Linked DNA regions of Mus musculus: regions 2, 3 and 4 are each linked to region 1. The links are chromatin contacts, called in public promoter capture Hi-C maps. All regions are on one chromosome and are shown on one strand. The core of a region is the stretch at or near the end of the contact, and the rest is flanking DNA. Distances in the headings are between cores, read along the strand shown.

Region 1 (3,455 bases), core at 395-2,894:
CAGCATTGTCAAATGTTTATGCTCTGGATGAGTGATCCAAGTCTACCTTATATGTCAAAGCCCATCTCTAATGTCATTGTCTTTGTTAAGCATGTTTTGCCCCCAGATGATTACACCATTTAAAACTTTACAAAGTCATGTGTAGTAGTACACTGCCTGTATAATCCCAGTTTGGGAAATGAAAGAAAGGGAATTCTCATGAATTCAAGGCCCAGTCTGGGCTCCCAGTATTGTTTTTATGTGTGTGGTCTAAACTCAGCTCTCATTTCTCTAACAAGTACACCACTTCCTTACTGATTGTATTTACTAGCAGTCTGCAAACAATTTCTGTGTCTTAATGATTTAATTATGCCTAAATAGCTCAGAGTAAATGCCAGTAATGGGGCTTTTTAATATTGCATGTATTTGTATGTTTTGATCCCTTATGCTTACCAAAAGCTTATGCATACAATAGATCCCAGAGACGTGGGATATGTCAATAAGGAAATAGAGGACTGAGCCCTGTCAAAAATTGAGTGGATCTTTTGTGGGAAAGGGCACTGAAGAGGGCATTTGGAACAAGGTTGCTTGACTGCAGTCCTTTGCATTCCAGGCAGTGGAGCGAGTCCTCTACCCACATCTGCCCACTTACTGGACAAACTTGCAGGCTGTGCTGGATGACTATTCCGTATCTAATGCCCAGGTCAAAGCGGACGGGCACAAAGTGTATGGAGCCATTCTGGTGAGTTAGCAGTCCCACCTTCTCTTTCCTGCAGGAGCTTAGCAGATTTACTTTGCCATGGCTCTTGGGCCCAGGTTCCTCTTAGCTCTCTGTTTACAGGTGGCCGTAGAACGACTATTGAAGATGAAAGCTCAGGCAGCAGAGCCCAACCGCGGTGGCCTTGGCGGGAGAGGGTACCGTCCTGCGGAGGACCTGCCTTGGGACAGCCTTCTCCTACAAGAATCTCCCCCCGGGGGCAGCTCCGAAACAGGTTTTGGGTCTGGTCTCCCGCCACCATCAGGGGTTGCGGGACCAGAGGACCCTTCTTCCTTGACCCTGGCAGACATCTACCGTGAGCTATACTCCTTCTTTGGTGACAGCTTGGCCACTCGCTTTGGCACTGGCCAGCCTGCTCCCACGGCCCCGCGACCACCCGGAGACAAGAAGGAGCCTGCGGCTGCCCCGGATTCGGTGCGGAAAATGCCGCAGCTGACTGCCAGCGCCGTGGTCAGCCCTCAGGGTGACGAAAGCCCGTGCGGTGGGACTCTCGCCACCGCCACCGCCGCCTCGGAGAGCAGGCCGCTACCGCGCGTACACCGGGCGCGGGGTGCTCCTCGTCAGCAGGGCCCCGGCGCGGGAACGCGAGACGTCTTCCAGAAGAGCCGCTTCGCGCCCCGTGGCGCCCCACACTTCCGGTTTATAATCGCAGGGCGTCAGGCCGGGCGGCGCTGCCGCGGGCGCCTCTTTCAAACTGCCTTTCCTGCCCCATATGGGCCCAGCCCCGCGTCCCGCTACGTGCAGAAGCTGCCCATGATCGGCCGTACCGGCCGCCCGGCCCGCCGCTGGGCGCTCTCCGACTACTCGCTGTACCTGCCGCTGTGAGGTTGCGGCGCCTCGGAGAATAAAGCCACACCCGGAAGTGACGTGTCTATGCTCGTGGGCGGGGCTTGGGTGGTTGTCTTCCTGGTAGCCTGGGCGCCATGGCGCTGCCCTGGTTGCAGCGAGTTGAGCTCTTGCTCTTCACTGCCGCCTTCCTGTGCGGGGCTTTGGCGGCCGCGACGCTGACCCGGACCCAGGTGCGGCTGCGGGGGCGGGCTGGCCTTGGGGTCCAGCAGGCTTGCGTAGGGGGTTGGACAGGGTGACTACACTGGACCTGGGGTTAGAACGTTCCAAAGTTGTTTCCTCTCCAGAGGAACTGGACAAGCTTCCAGTCGAGCTTCATAAGCTACTAGGGTTTTGAGACACACAGGCCGTCTCTGCATCCACCCAGTAATAGGAACATTTGTGGAAAAAAAAAAAAAACAGTGTAGCAGAGAAATCGTGATTGTTAACAAAGTATGTGAAGTGAGGAAACATACAACTGTGTACATTTGAGTCTTGCCTACTGCTGGGTAGTTTTGGTGATAGAATACTTTGAATCACTATAGGAGTCTAAAACACCTACTTTTACAGATTAGTAGAGTTTATTGTTAAGGGACACACAAAGTCAGCGTTTACTTAGAACTCCTACTCACAGAGAAGGGCAAACTTGTGATTTCCCTTAGGTTCCTTATATTTATAGCCTTTTGAATTCGGATCCTTCTGGGCCCTGAGATTTTGTTCCCAGCAGATCCATCAGTCTCCCCGTTCATCTCAACTTGTGAACTAGTCCTTACATATGACAGAAACCTACATCTCGGGTACTGAACTGAAATGGACTTAACAGCTTCTCTCCACAGGGCTCCTTTGGTGGTAACTGTCCCTTGTATGGTGTGGCTGCACTCAATGGCTCCTCTCTGGCCTTGTTAGGTCCCTCAGCCCCTTCCCTCTGCTACTTCGTGGCTGGGGCTTCAGGCATCTTGGCACTCTACTGCCTTCTGCTTCTCTTCTTCTGGGTCTACAGCAGCTGCATCGAAGACTCCCACAGGTGATTGCCCTACTGATGACAAAGGGCCGAGGTTGAGATGAGTCCCACCTCGGCCACCAAGCTTGTTTTCTCTTTCTCAGAGGTTCTATAGGGCTCCGAATTGCTTTGGCCATCTCAGCTACAGCCATCTTCCTGATCTTAGTGTCTGCCTGTATACTTCGATTTGGCACCAATTCTTTCTGCAATTCCATCATCTCCTTGAACCTTACAATTAGGTAACGGGAGAGGGAGGGAAGCCTGACAGGGACTGTCCTTCTGTAGGGGACATGTCAGTCATTTAAGTTCCTACTTTATCCCCTTCCTCTGGCCCTTATCTCTGAGGACACAGATGTGCTTAGAGCATGTCCGTCTCCTCCCCGCCCCTTCTCACAACTTGTTTCTTTAACCTTGTTTCACAGCTGCTCTGAAGCCCAGAAAACCTCATGGACACCTTCAGGAACTGCTGTGCAGTTTTACTCCAACCTACATACTGCTGAAGTGAGACACAGGGATACGCTAAGATTAAGCAACTGTAGCTTAAGCGTGTTCACCATGTAATATGTGCTTGGCTGTACTTCATTCACAAGCTCAAAGTAGCTATGGGGCTTGTCACCTTAGTCTGATCAATGTTGTGTGGGTAGGACTGGATTGGAGCCGGCTTCCCACCTCATACTCCTGTTCTCTTTCACAGACCTCTTCTTGGGTGAATCTGATATTGTGGTGTCTGGCTTTGCTGCTCCAGGCCATGCAGTGCAAGTTTAAAGCCACATCATACCAGCCCCAAGAGAGGGGTGACCAAGAGTGGAGCTCTGAGACAGATGCTCTTGTTGGGCACCACCAGTCTCACTCCTGAAGAATACTCAAGTGCTT
Region 2 (3,455 bases), core at 289-2,788, 1.8 Mb after region 1:
TTTCCCCTTTGACATTCCCAGTTTCTTTTCTACCTGTCACCCGTCTACAGAGGGGTGTGTGTTTATTGCACTGTGATAACTAGCTCCTGGATAAGGGAGTCCTGGATTTGAAAGCAAGCCTGTGGGTAGAGGCCAATCTCCACTCTTAATGGTTCTGATCTCTGGAGGAGGTGGGTGGTAGTTGGAGCTCTGAAGGGGTATTTTCTTATAGTCCTTGTGGAGGAGGAGAAGGAGGAGGAGGAGGAGAAGGAAGAAGAAGAGGAGGGAGATGACAGGCCTGCACCCCCCCCCCTTTTCTCCTACAGACCAGGGAGCAGAGGCAGGAAGCAGAAAGAGGGGTTAAATCCTCTCAGGAAGCTGTGTGACCTTGGGCAAGTCCCTTCCCCTCTCTGGGCCTCAAGTGGAGATAACAATCACACCACTGCACAAGGCCACAGCCAAAGACAACTAGATTCATTAAGTTTGCCGCCATGATGGCGATTTGGAGGACAGCCAGTGCCAGGCAGGGCTCCTCTGGAGGCCTGAGCGCCTGGGGCAAAGGCGCCGGTAGGGAAGCTCCTCCTTAGCCGACCCTCCTCCCCCAGAGCTAGCTCCAACTCTTTCTGGGTTTCTAGGTGACTTGGCTGGCCCCTCTGGATGAGTTCTACTTTAAACCTGCTGCTGCTGCCTCCTCTGTATTGGGGGGGCTCCCACAGGGGCCCCCAGGCAGGAGCCCCCCCAGCCAAGCCCTGCGGGGGGGGCTACAGCCCCCACCCCGGCCGGTGCCCATGGGTCTGCCCCTTCGGTTCCTCAGATCACTGGAACACAGATTTCAGGGCACCTGCTGTGGGCCAGGAGCTGCACAACCCCTCCTTTGGGGACACCCACGAGGCTTCTGCCACCTCTGGGCAAACAACCATCTTTCACTATGTTCAACTAAGAGGTTCACTGAGACTGGCTCCCGTCACAGGGTCAGCAGCACAAGAACTGCGGCAAGGTTTTCTCTGGAAAACCAGGATGCCTGGGTCCTCAAAGGAGGTGGCAGCTCCAGGCCTCCAGAGCTAGGGACGGGGGAGGGGCGCCTGCCGGCGGGAGGCCCATTAGCCAGCTAAGTGCTCCCTGGGAGGGGGGACTGTGCTGCAGCAGGAGGGGGAGAGGCAAAGTGAGGGCACGCGGGTGGAGTGGGATGGAGAGAGATGGGGTGACGACGTTTCCTGAGCTCATTAAGTGCGGTAGGAGTCGGGTTGAGGACAAGGGTCTGTGTCCCCTAACCTTATTATCTTCGCCTTTTCCACCTGAGTCCTCAACCGGCTGACCTTGGCATGTCTTGAGCGGCTCCAACACCCGTCTTTCCAGGTGCACCCTCAATAGCACTTTATCTAAGACAAAAAAAAGAGAGTCCTACTGAGTCAGCCGGCCAACAAAGACCCCCCCCATTCCATCCATCATCCCTTTGGCTGCAGTCGCCGCCCCAACCGCGAGGGGGCGCCGCCGTGGGTCGGGCGGCACCATAGCGGTGGGAGGGGGCGGCACCGCCCGACGGGGCGGGGCTCTGCGGGGGCGGGGCCGGGCGCCGAGTCTCCGGTCCGTCCGGGACAGACTGGCTGGCGGGCGGGCGCTGACGCCGCGGGGCCAGAGCGGGCCGCGCGGGAGCGTGTGGAGAGAGCAGTGGCACCGTCGGTTCCCGTCGGGGCTCCGTAGGTCCCCGAGCCGCCCCTGGCTTAGCCATGGCGGGCGCGAGGCCCGGCGTCCACGCGCTGCAGCTGGAGCCGCCCACCGTGGTGGAGACCCTGCGGCGCGGGAGTAAGTTCATCAAATGGGACGAGGTAAGTGAGTGGGCTGTCCTCTGCTCTGCCTAGATCGAAGGATTCCTTCAGTCACATTCGACTAGATGAATGCCAGGGACCCCCACTTCAGTGTTGCCTGACCACCTCACCCCCTATTCCAGCCTTGTTGCACTCCGGAAACTTGAGTCCCCTGTTGTCCTGGTAATTGAAGACTTTGTCGTTGTCCCCGCTCTTCTCCCCCGCAAGACAGTAGCTGTGGTCAATTGGGCTCTTCTTGGCATGGAGACTTTGAACCCCTGTAAATCCTGTCCTTCTTCTCACTCTTTTCCACCCTTGCCAACGATGAATATCAAAGTCTCCATGCTGGTTCTTAGTTTTTGGTCTGGTCCCCAGACCCCTGTTCCTGGCACAGGACCCCCATGGGGGCATAGGACATCCTTGCCTTGGGTGGGGTGCCACTGGGATCCTACTCTTCTCAGTGCCTCGCTTGCCTGAGCCATTATAGTCATCCCTTTCCAGCCTGCCCTGGTTGATACCCTTTCGTCCTGCTTCTGGATTCCAGCGAGCTTTCTGTTCAGATGGGAGCACCGAGCCACCCCTTACCGGAGACTTTGTTCCTTTCCAGGTTCCTCCAACTCTGGGAACTTTGCTCCCCACTCCTTAACTTAGTGACTTTGAACCTCAATAAATCCTGGTCCCCACTTTTTATTGCTTTCTCTCAGGTACTTCCCTGATACTCACCTGCGGCTTCTTATCTAGATATCACGTCTCACCCACGTTTCTGTACTGTTCCCTCTCCTACCCCCTGGGCTCCTTGCTCCCTAGGGCCTCAACTCAGGCGGCCTGAGTTTCCTTACTGTTCCTTCCCAGTCGGGCCATAGGCCTGGAAGACGCTGGGTTTCTTTCCGGCAGGGTGGGGCAGGAGTGAGAACTAAGGGGAGGGGCTGGGGGCGTGGCCTTAGCTGCAGGTGTGCTGGGCAAGGGTGGGTACCCCCGGGGCCCCAGGATACCCCTTCCCCCAGGCCAGACTAAAGGGAAAAGTTTCTCCTTTTCCTTGCAGTGTGATAAACCCAAATAAGGAAGTGGAAACAAGGAGAGGGCCTGGGTTGGGGTGGGGGTGCTGAACAAAGTTTGGAACTGAAGAGCCAGAGCCCTGGGTGGCCTTTGGAGGTTAGGCCCCTGAAGATGGTGCCACAGGGGCTACAGGGACAGTACCCACAAGTTTCCCCCTTTCTAGCACTATTGGTGGCTAGCTGGTCAGGCCTAGGGCAAGGTTTGGAATCTCCTGGAGGGGTTGGGACCTGGTGTCCTCTGATTAAGAGTTGAAGGATTATGAGTCCCATGGGTTTAGGGACCTGTGTCCCCAGATCAGCTGCTGTTCTTTTGTAAACCGAGACTGCATGGGTGGGGCTGTGAACCCCTATTCTCCCAAGAGAGAAACTGAGCTCTCTGCTGTGAGGTTGAGGCTGAGGTCAGGAGCCAGGGGTGGTCCTGCAGGGGTCTTGGCTTTCTGTTTGCCACATGCCAGGACTTTGCAAGTGTACCCCTGCAAATCCTGACTCCTCAGTTTCCTCCTGTATAAAATGAGGGTGATGTAAGGACACACCTCACGCACAAGGTGTTGGGGAGCACGGAGAGGGGGTTGGGGAGCATGGAGAGGGAGTTTTAGTTTCAGGGCGTAGAGCTGGA
Region 3 (3,455 bases), core at 264-2,763, 1.6 Mb after region 1:
GTTGGGTGCTCTTACCCACTGAGCCATCTCACCAGCCCCAATAAATCTTTTTAAAAAAGAAAGAAAAGGTGTTCTAGGTAGAATGTAAAGAGTAAAAAGTCCAAAATCTGGAAGGGTGGAGAAGAGACCTAGGAGCAAGGACAAAAAACAAGCGATATTGAGAAGTCAGACAGAAGGGCAATATCCAAGATCCGGGCCTTGTCTAGAAAGCAATGGGGAGGGCTGGCAAGATGGCTCAGTGGATAAGAGCACTTACTGCTCTTCCGAAGGTCCTGAGTTCAAATCCCATTGGAGGCCCTCTTCTGGTGCATCTGAAGTCAGCTACAGTGTACTTATGTATTAATAATAAATAAATCTTTGTGCCAGAGCAAGCAGGGACTGAGTTTACAGGAGCGAGCAGAGCTGACCGGAGCAAGCAGAGGTCTTAAAAATTCAGATCCCAACAGTGACATGAAGACTCACAACCATCTGTATAGACACAGTGTAATCACATACATAAATATTTTTTTAAAGAAAGCAATGGGGAACCACTTGATCAGGTATTTGTCTAGTAAAACAAGAAGGAAGGAGAGAGGAGAAAGGAACAGAAAGAATAAAGGCAGAAGGGAGACAGGGGATAAAGAAGAGAAAGAAGAGAGGCAACAAGGCATGGAACATAGGAATAGAAGCAGAAAAGTTCAAGGTCATTCTCATCTACACGGTTTTAGGACAGCCTGGGCTACTGGAGACCTTAAAAAACCAAAACTGGCCGGGCGTGGTGGCGCATGCCTTTAATCCCAGCACTCGGGAGGCAGAGGCAGGCGGATTTCTGAGTTCAAGGACAGCCTAGTCTACAGAGTGAGTTCCAGGACAGCCAGGGCTACAGAGAGAAACCCTGTCTCGAAAAACAGAGAACAAAACAAAACAAAACAAAACTGTCCTAACACACACAAAAGGAGGAAAGCAGAAGTTGAGAACAGTTACCAGTTATGTGGAAACGGGTTTCTGAGAGGATAACAGTAAATGACAGGAGTCTCGGGGCTGGAGAGAGAGCTCAGCGCTTAGAAGCACTCGCTGCTCTTGCAGAGGTCCAGTTCAGTTCAGTTCCCAGCATCCACAAGATTACTCACTATTGCCTGAACTCCAGTTCCAGAGGATCCAACACCCTCTTTTGGCCTCTCTGCGTTCTGCATACACAGATGAACATGCTGACAAAACACTCATAAAGTAAAACTATGTTTTTAAAACTAGAGGCTTACTGGTGGCGAGCTGGAGTCACTAGTACAGTGCTGGCAGAGAGAGGATCCTAGTTAAATGAATGGAGGGAGGAGCCAAGGAGTCAATAGACTTGTAGCTTGTGTGATTGGGTGGCTATGCGTGTCACTCTCGAAGAAAGTGGAGGTGGGAGCAAAGGTGTCTCATTTCTCCTCCCATCTGTGTAGGATGATGTCGGTTGGTTGTTTCGAGGAGCGCGCCAAAAACAGCCCAGGCGGGCGAGGGGGCTTGTCCCGACGTCATTTCCGAAATACTTCCGGCTCGGGCGTCCGGCAACTTCAGCGCCGGAACTTCCGGCTGGTTCGGCCATCTTGACTCCCTGACCTTGGACTGGTCCTCGTCCGTGGTCGTTCCGCGCCGTCATGTCTGTCCTGACGCCACTGCTGCTGAGGAGCCTGACCGGCTCGGCCCGGCGGCTCATGGTGCCGCGGGCTCAGGTCCACTCGAAGCCGGCGCGGGAGCAGCTCGGGGTCCTGGTGAGCGGGACGGACCGGGAGCGGGGAGGTGGGCGAACTGTGGTAGCCTGCGACATTGGCTTAGGCCTGTCCTCAAGGCATGGATGAGACAGTCGCTCGGCTGCTCCTAAGCCCTAGGTATTTTTCCCAAGTTCCTGGATGTCAGGTCAGCCCGCTAGTTTGTTTACTCTGTTCGGCCTCTCTAAACCCGTCTCTCCTTCCATTCCCCCCCCCCCCCCACCGCAGGGGAGGGCATGCCTGGTAACTGGCAGCGACGTCATGGTTGTTACTGCTACATTTTATTATTAAGGAGGGCTGCAGAGTTCACCAGGTCTACATTCCCAGAGATGTAGGAGCATTTAGATACTAGGACAATTTTTACTTTTAAAACATTAGTTTAAAAACATGAGGCAGGGTCTCTTGTAGCCCAGGCTGACCACATTTGACTTTGAAGCGATAATCTCTTTAGTGCTGGGATAACAGGCCTGTGCCATCACTTGTGGTTTATGTGGTGCTGGGGATCAAGCCCGGGACTTTGTGTTAGGCAAGCACTTTCTTAATACTACACCGCAGCCTAGGCCCCCCCATCCCTCCCTTTTTTGGAGCTCTTCTGTTTTAAGTGACAATGGGTCATGAATCCAGATATCTGGGCATTGAATTAGGGGTAGAACCAAAGCACTGCCACTGAAGAAACAGTGACAACCAAGCCATGCCCTCTCTTACGCCCATTTAGTGGGAGGTTGAGGCATGAAAACAGAGCTCGGGAATTCAGGCCAGCTTGGGCAACATACTGAGACTCTGTCTCAAAAACAAGAGTCTGGGGGCTGGAAAGATGGCGTTTGGTGCATAGCCTCATGAAGACTGGTTCAGGTTCCAGCACCCATATAACAAGCTTGTAACTCCAGCTCCAACGCATCTGACATCCCGTCCTGACCTTGGGTAAGCATGCAAACACATACCTGTGCTCACACACATGCATCATACAAATATAGATAAAACACATCTTTAAAAGATACAAAACCCCAGCAGGGCAGTGTGGCACACGCCTATAATCCAGCACTTATGCTATAGAAGCTGTGGATCTCTGAGTTCAAGGCCAGCCTGGTCTACTGAGTGAGTTCCAGGACAGCCAGGGCTACACAGAGAAACCCTGTCTCTGTGTAGACAACAAACAACAAAAACAAAAAAAGAGAAGAAACTGTATAGAAAGCAAGGACACGTGAGAATGGTTTATTTAAGAAGTATTCGCTTCACCAGCATGAAGATTTGACATTGACTACCCAGTAACCGGCTAGTCTTTAGCCCTAGTGCTGGTAGGGGGAGAGGGGCAGGGAGCTCCCTGGATTCCACTGTTCAGCTTGTCTAGCCAAAACAGTGAACTTCAGGTTTAGTAAAAAAAAACCTGTCTCCAAAAAAAAAAGAAAGAAAGAAAGAAAGAAAGAAAAGATGGAGAGCTGTTAGATGAGATGCCAGACATCAAGCTCTGGCCTTCACCCACATGGAAAACAGCACACATACACACCAGTGAGCATAGTGGCACTTGAGTGTATTTCCAGGACCAGGGCATCAGGAACAGGAGAATCTCAAGTTTAAGCCCAGGTCTGGGTGGGGTGCATAGTAAGACTCCTGCCTGCACCCTTTCCCCCCACAGATAAATACATCTTTTTAAAAACCAAAGACCTTTATTTCAAGGCTGGAAATGGACTTGACCCAGTGTCCCCTCCATCCTTAGAGTCTCTCTGTGTC
Region 4 (3,455 bases), core at 470-2,969, 1.2 Mb before region 1:
CCTCCTAGGATATACCTCTTAGAGCTGACATGACCCGGAGCATGGTCCCTCTCACCTTCTGCAGGGAGTGGAGTGCTCCAAGGCCCCTAAGTCCCCAGAACATTCTAGACACTCAGACTCGGATCCCTATGTCCAAGGGCTGGGAAGACGGCTCAGTGGGTAAGAAGGCTCTCTGTGTAAGCCTGAGGACCCAAGTTCAGATCCCAGTGTGGTCATCATATGCACCAGCAAGCTCAGCACTGCGAGGGGACACAGCACCGTGAGAATCACTGGCATATACTCGCCACCAGCTTGGCTCAACAAGTTCCAGGTTCAGTGAGAGACCTGGGAATACAGAGAGAGACAGGACACCTGACATCTCCTCTGACCCTCCTCCTCCCCCAAAGTGCTCAAGCTGGCTCCAACCCAGAGAAGGGGGTGTTGTTACCCTGAGGGCCATACAGCAATTGTCTCGGTCCACCCAGCAGAAAGGCTCACAGCTTCCTTCAGACCAGGCTGCTCCTCAAACACACAGCCCCAGGCACATGCATTCCTCCAAGCACAATTGCCTCCACCAGAGGCAGGCACCAGGAACCCACCCAAAACACTTCCCAAGCCTAGCTAGCCTCCTTCCCTGGAGCAACTCTCCAAGAAACACAGGCTGACTTCTGCTCCCTCTAAAAGATCAAGCCAGCCCACACCCCACAGGAGCTCAGTTCTAGTGCCCTGGCCGTGTCGAAGCTGCATGGTTCCCCTAGCATTTCGACTCCAATCAGCTGGGGTCCGTGAGAGTAAATAGATCTCACCTGTTCCCCTCCCCAGGGCTCTCCTCCTTCCGCCTATCCTCTGCCTATCCTGAAACAGTCCTTAGCAGGAACAACCGCAAGACCTAGTCTTTGCAGTCCTGGAAGGAGGAGGCGTTTGTCTATTTAGACAAGAAAGAACATCAACCTATGTGAACAGGGAGCAAGGTCTCCTCCTATTAGACTGGCCAAGAACAGGAGTCAGCTTCAAGAACCGATGGCCCTAACAGATGGAAGTGAGGATGAGGGGTGGGAAAGGGGTTCACCCAGGACTCAGGGTCTGTGCCTATCTCCCTCCAGACTGTGGGAAGGTACCACCCACCTCACATCTTGAATCAGAAGGTTCTAGTCAACTAGCTAGGGATGGACCTTGGAGAGACACAGCTAGCTTTCTCAACTGCACTGCTTCTCCAGAGTTCATGGGTGTGCTCTCCTTTAAATACGTGCCCCAGATTTACTTTTGAGGTATGCATACTACTATGCACCACCCCCACTACCACTTCTCTCATGCACTCCACTGGAGCTAGGAGTTGGAGGGGGTCACCCTTCTCACCCTGGGGCAACTCAGATCGGTCCTGCCAAGGTCCTTTCAGCTCTCGGGCTGCAGTGTGTCCTCATGCTACAATGCACCTCGCTGCTGCAGGCAGGGCTGAGAGTACAGATTATCTCCCAAGTGGGGTGCAAACAACAGCAGTGAGCCCCTGTTCACCCATCCCAGGAGGCCAGCACGGCCCAGACGGAGCGCAGAGCCACCGGCGTGCAGGGACCTACCCGCTCCACATCCCAGCGTCTCCGCCGTAGCCGCGTCCTCGCGCGCCGCCAACTCTGCCGGGGGCCCCAGAGCTGCCCTGCCGCCTGTCAATCGCTCCACCGCCAGTCTGTCCCGCTGGCCGCCCTGGGTTTGCGGCTCCGCCCCACCGGAGCCCTTCCCCTGCCCTGGGCGGGTCACGTGTCTGAGAGGCGGGCCCCAGGCCACGTGCCCGGTCCCGCCCCTTTGCCGGCCCAGCCCTGTCCCTCTTGCTGCCTGGGGACAATGACCCGCCAGAGTGAACGGGACTGGTTCCATCATCTTGCATCCAGAGCTGGCCTCCGCCTTTCCCTATCACTTTCTGCCTTGCACTTTTGGTCCACCCTTGTTTGAGAACCTACAATGGCTCTCGGGGGTGGTCTCAGCTCTGTTTCTCGCTCAGATTGTCACTCAAAGTGGACAAACAGCTCCTGTACCCTCATTCAGACTTCTAGCCCTGTTACCGGTCTCTGGAGCTCTTAGATGGCATCAATCCCTGATTGACACTGGGCTTCTGGGAAGGGGGCGGGGCAGACCCTGAACAAGTTATCATTCGTTGAGCAGTTTAAGCTAAGAGAGCGCTACCTTGGCCCAATCTTACCAGCTCTACTTCCAGGTCCCTCCTCTTGCATCTCTGAATACTCTGTTCGTCCCTGCCTTTCAAGCCATCCTAAGCACAGGAGACGTCTCTGCCAACTTCGCTAGCACCTGTCTGTCCCAGGTACTTAAAAAAAGATTTGTAAAAAGCTTAGTCACCTGTCCCTCAGTTCCTATGCCCTCCTTTTATCCTGGCTCTAACCACTGACCTGAATGAAGTTCAGCCTCAGATCAGGATCCAATAAGTAGAGCCCATAGTCAACCTCTCCTTGAGTACTGCTAGACCAGCTCCCACAGGCAGCGTCTACAGTGCTCCCTGGGCTTGTAAGAACACATTTCACTCATCCATCTACACAACAGCCGCCCCTTCTGAACTGCTAAGGACCACGTGAAACGAAGAAATTCTCCAGGCTGGAACCCCAGCCTCCCTCTCTCCTTTCCCTTAGCCCCCTCTTCTCTGAGGGTGTTGGTCATGTACCACCTAGATTGGTCTCCAGCTTCTGGGCTGAACTAATACTTTCTCCTCAGCTCCCTCAGTGACTACGACCACACGCTTGGCTTATGGAATTCCAGTATGGTAAATGGTAGGAGAATGGGAGACCTGCTTTAAAGGACCTCTACTGCCAGAACCTTGACTTGCCTAGGACCCATCTTCACCAACTAATAGTGGCTCTTTTCAAAACAGAAAAGCCAGGGTGTGGTGGCACACACCTTTAATCCCAGCATTCTGGAGGCAAAGACAGGCAAGATCTCTGAGTTCAAGGCCAGCCTGCTCTACAATGTGAGTTCCAGGACAGCTAGGACTGTTACACAGAAAAACTCTGTCTCAAAAAGCCAAAAAAACAAACCAAAATAAAACCCTGCAACAACAAAAGAACCCCCCCCCCCAAACAACACAACACAACACAACACAGAAAAAGAGTTAGGCTGGAGATGGCTCAGCCAGAAAGGGTATGCATTGCACTTACAGAGGACCCACGTGTGGTTCCCAGCACCCATATCAGGCAATTCAAAACTCTGACTCCAGCTACAGGGGAATCCTATGCCCTCTTCTTCCCTCTTTTGGCCTCTGTGGGCACCTGCATGAGTGTGTAGAAATCCACAAATGAACATACACACGTAATAAAGTATTCTAAAGAAAGACAAGATGCTCCTATCTCAGCTTATAGGAACAAAGACTTGGTGAGTGGAATCCACGTCTTTGCCCATGGTTGGCATCTTCTCCATGGAGAACCTAGACAGCTCTCCATAGCATCCTTTTCATCTGACAGAATCTCTCAGCCCAGGTC

What was found. Promoter capture Hi-C pulls out the DNA fragments that hold promoters and counts their contacts.
Region 2: a contact with region 1 is called in a promoter capture Hi-C map of embryonic stem cells, with 7 times the contacts expected there. A contact is called at or near these places in 6 of 39 promoter capture datasets (the C10 cell line, the HPC-7 cell line, cranial neural crest and 2 more), 1 of 484 Hi-C or Micro-C datasets (B cells), 4 of 130 datasets of targeted methods (double positive thymocytes, embryonic stem cells, pancreatic cancer cells and 1 more) and 1 of 9 other capture datasets (macrophages).
Region 3: a contact with region 1 is called in a promoter capture Hi-C map of pre-B cells, with 2.9 times the contacts expected there. A contact is called at or near these places in 6 of 39 promoter capture datasets (embryonic stem cells, hematopoietic stem and progenitor cells, hippocampal neurons and 2 more), 1 of 484 Hi-C or Micro-C datasets (B cells), 4 of 130 datasets of targeted methods (large pre-B cells, pancreatic cancer cells, stem cell-derived neural progenitor cells and 1 more) and 2 of 9 other capture datasets (macrophages and pancreatic islet).
Region 4: a contact with region 1 is called in a promoter capture Hi-C map of trophoblast stem cells, with 5 times the contacts expected there. A contact is called at or near these places in 4 of 39 promoter capture datasets (cranial neural crest, embryonic stem cells, hematopoietic stem and progenitor cells and 1 more) and 3 of 130 datasets of targeted methods (astrocytes, pancreatic cancer cells and trophoblast stem cells).

The regions. Positions count from the first base shown.
Region 1 is chr19:8,772,656-8,776,110 of GRCm38.p6, reverse strand. Tmem179b (transmembrane protein 179B) reads left to right here and starts at 1,644. Exons shown (of 5, transcript NM_026325.3): 1 at 1,644-1,776; 2 at 2,419-2,606; 3 at 2,687-2,821; 4 at 3,005-3,083; 5 at 3,277-3,455. The coding sequence starts at 1,681. The coding sequence ends at 3,438. Taf6l (TATA-box binding protein associated factor 6 like) reads left to right here. Exons shown (of 12, transcript NM_146092.2): 11 at 593-721; 12 at 821-1,757. The coding sequence ends at 1,582. It also overlaps the pseudogene Gm2518.
Region 2 is chr19:6,967,897-6,971,351 of GRCm38.p6, reverse strand. Plcb3 (phospholipase C, beta 3) reads left to right here and starts at 1,538. Exons shown (of 31, transcript NM_001290349.1): 1 at 1,538-1,805. The coding sequence starts at 1,707. It overlaps Gm52400 (a long non-coding RNA gene), which reads right to left and starts at 2,656. Exons shown (of 3, transcript XR_003952919.1): 1 at 2,508-2,656; 2 at 1,252-1,358.
Region 3 is chr19:7,215,674-7,219,128 of GRCm38.p6, reverse strand. Cox8a (cytochrome c oxidase subunit 8A) reads left to right here and starts at 1,513. Exons shown (of 2, transcript NM_007750.2): 1 at 1,513-1,730. The coding sequence starts at 1,617.
Region 4 is chr19:10,016,458-10,019,912 of GRCm38.p6, reverse strand. It overlaps Rab3il1 (RAB3A interacting protein (rabin3)-like 1), which reads right to left and starts at 1,719. Exons shown (of 10, transcript NM_144538.3): 1 at 1,554-1,719. The coding sequence starts at 1,564.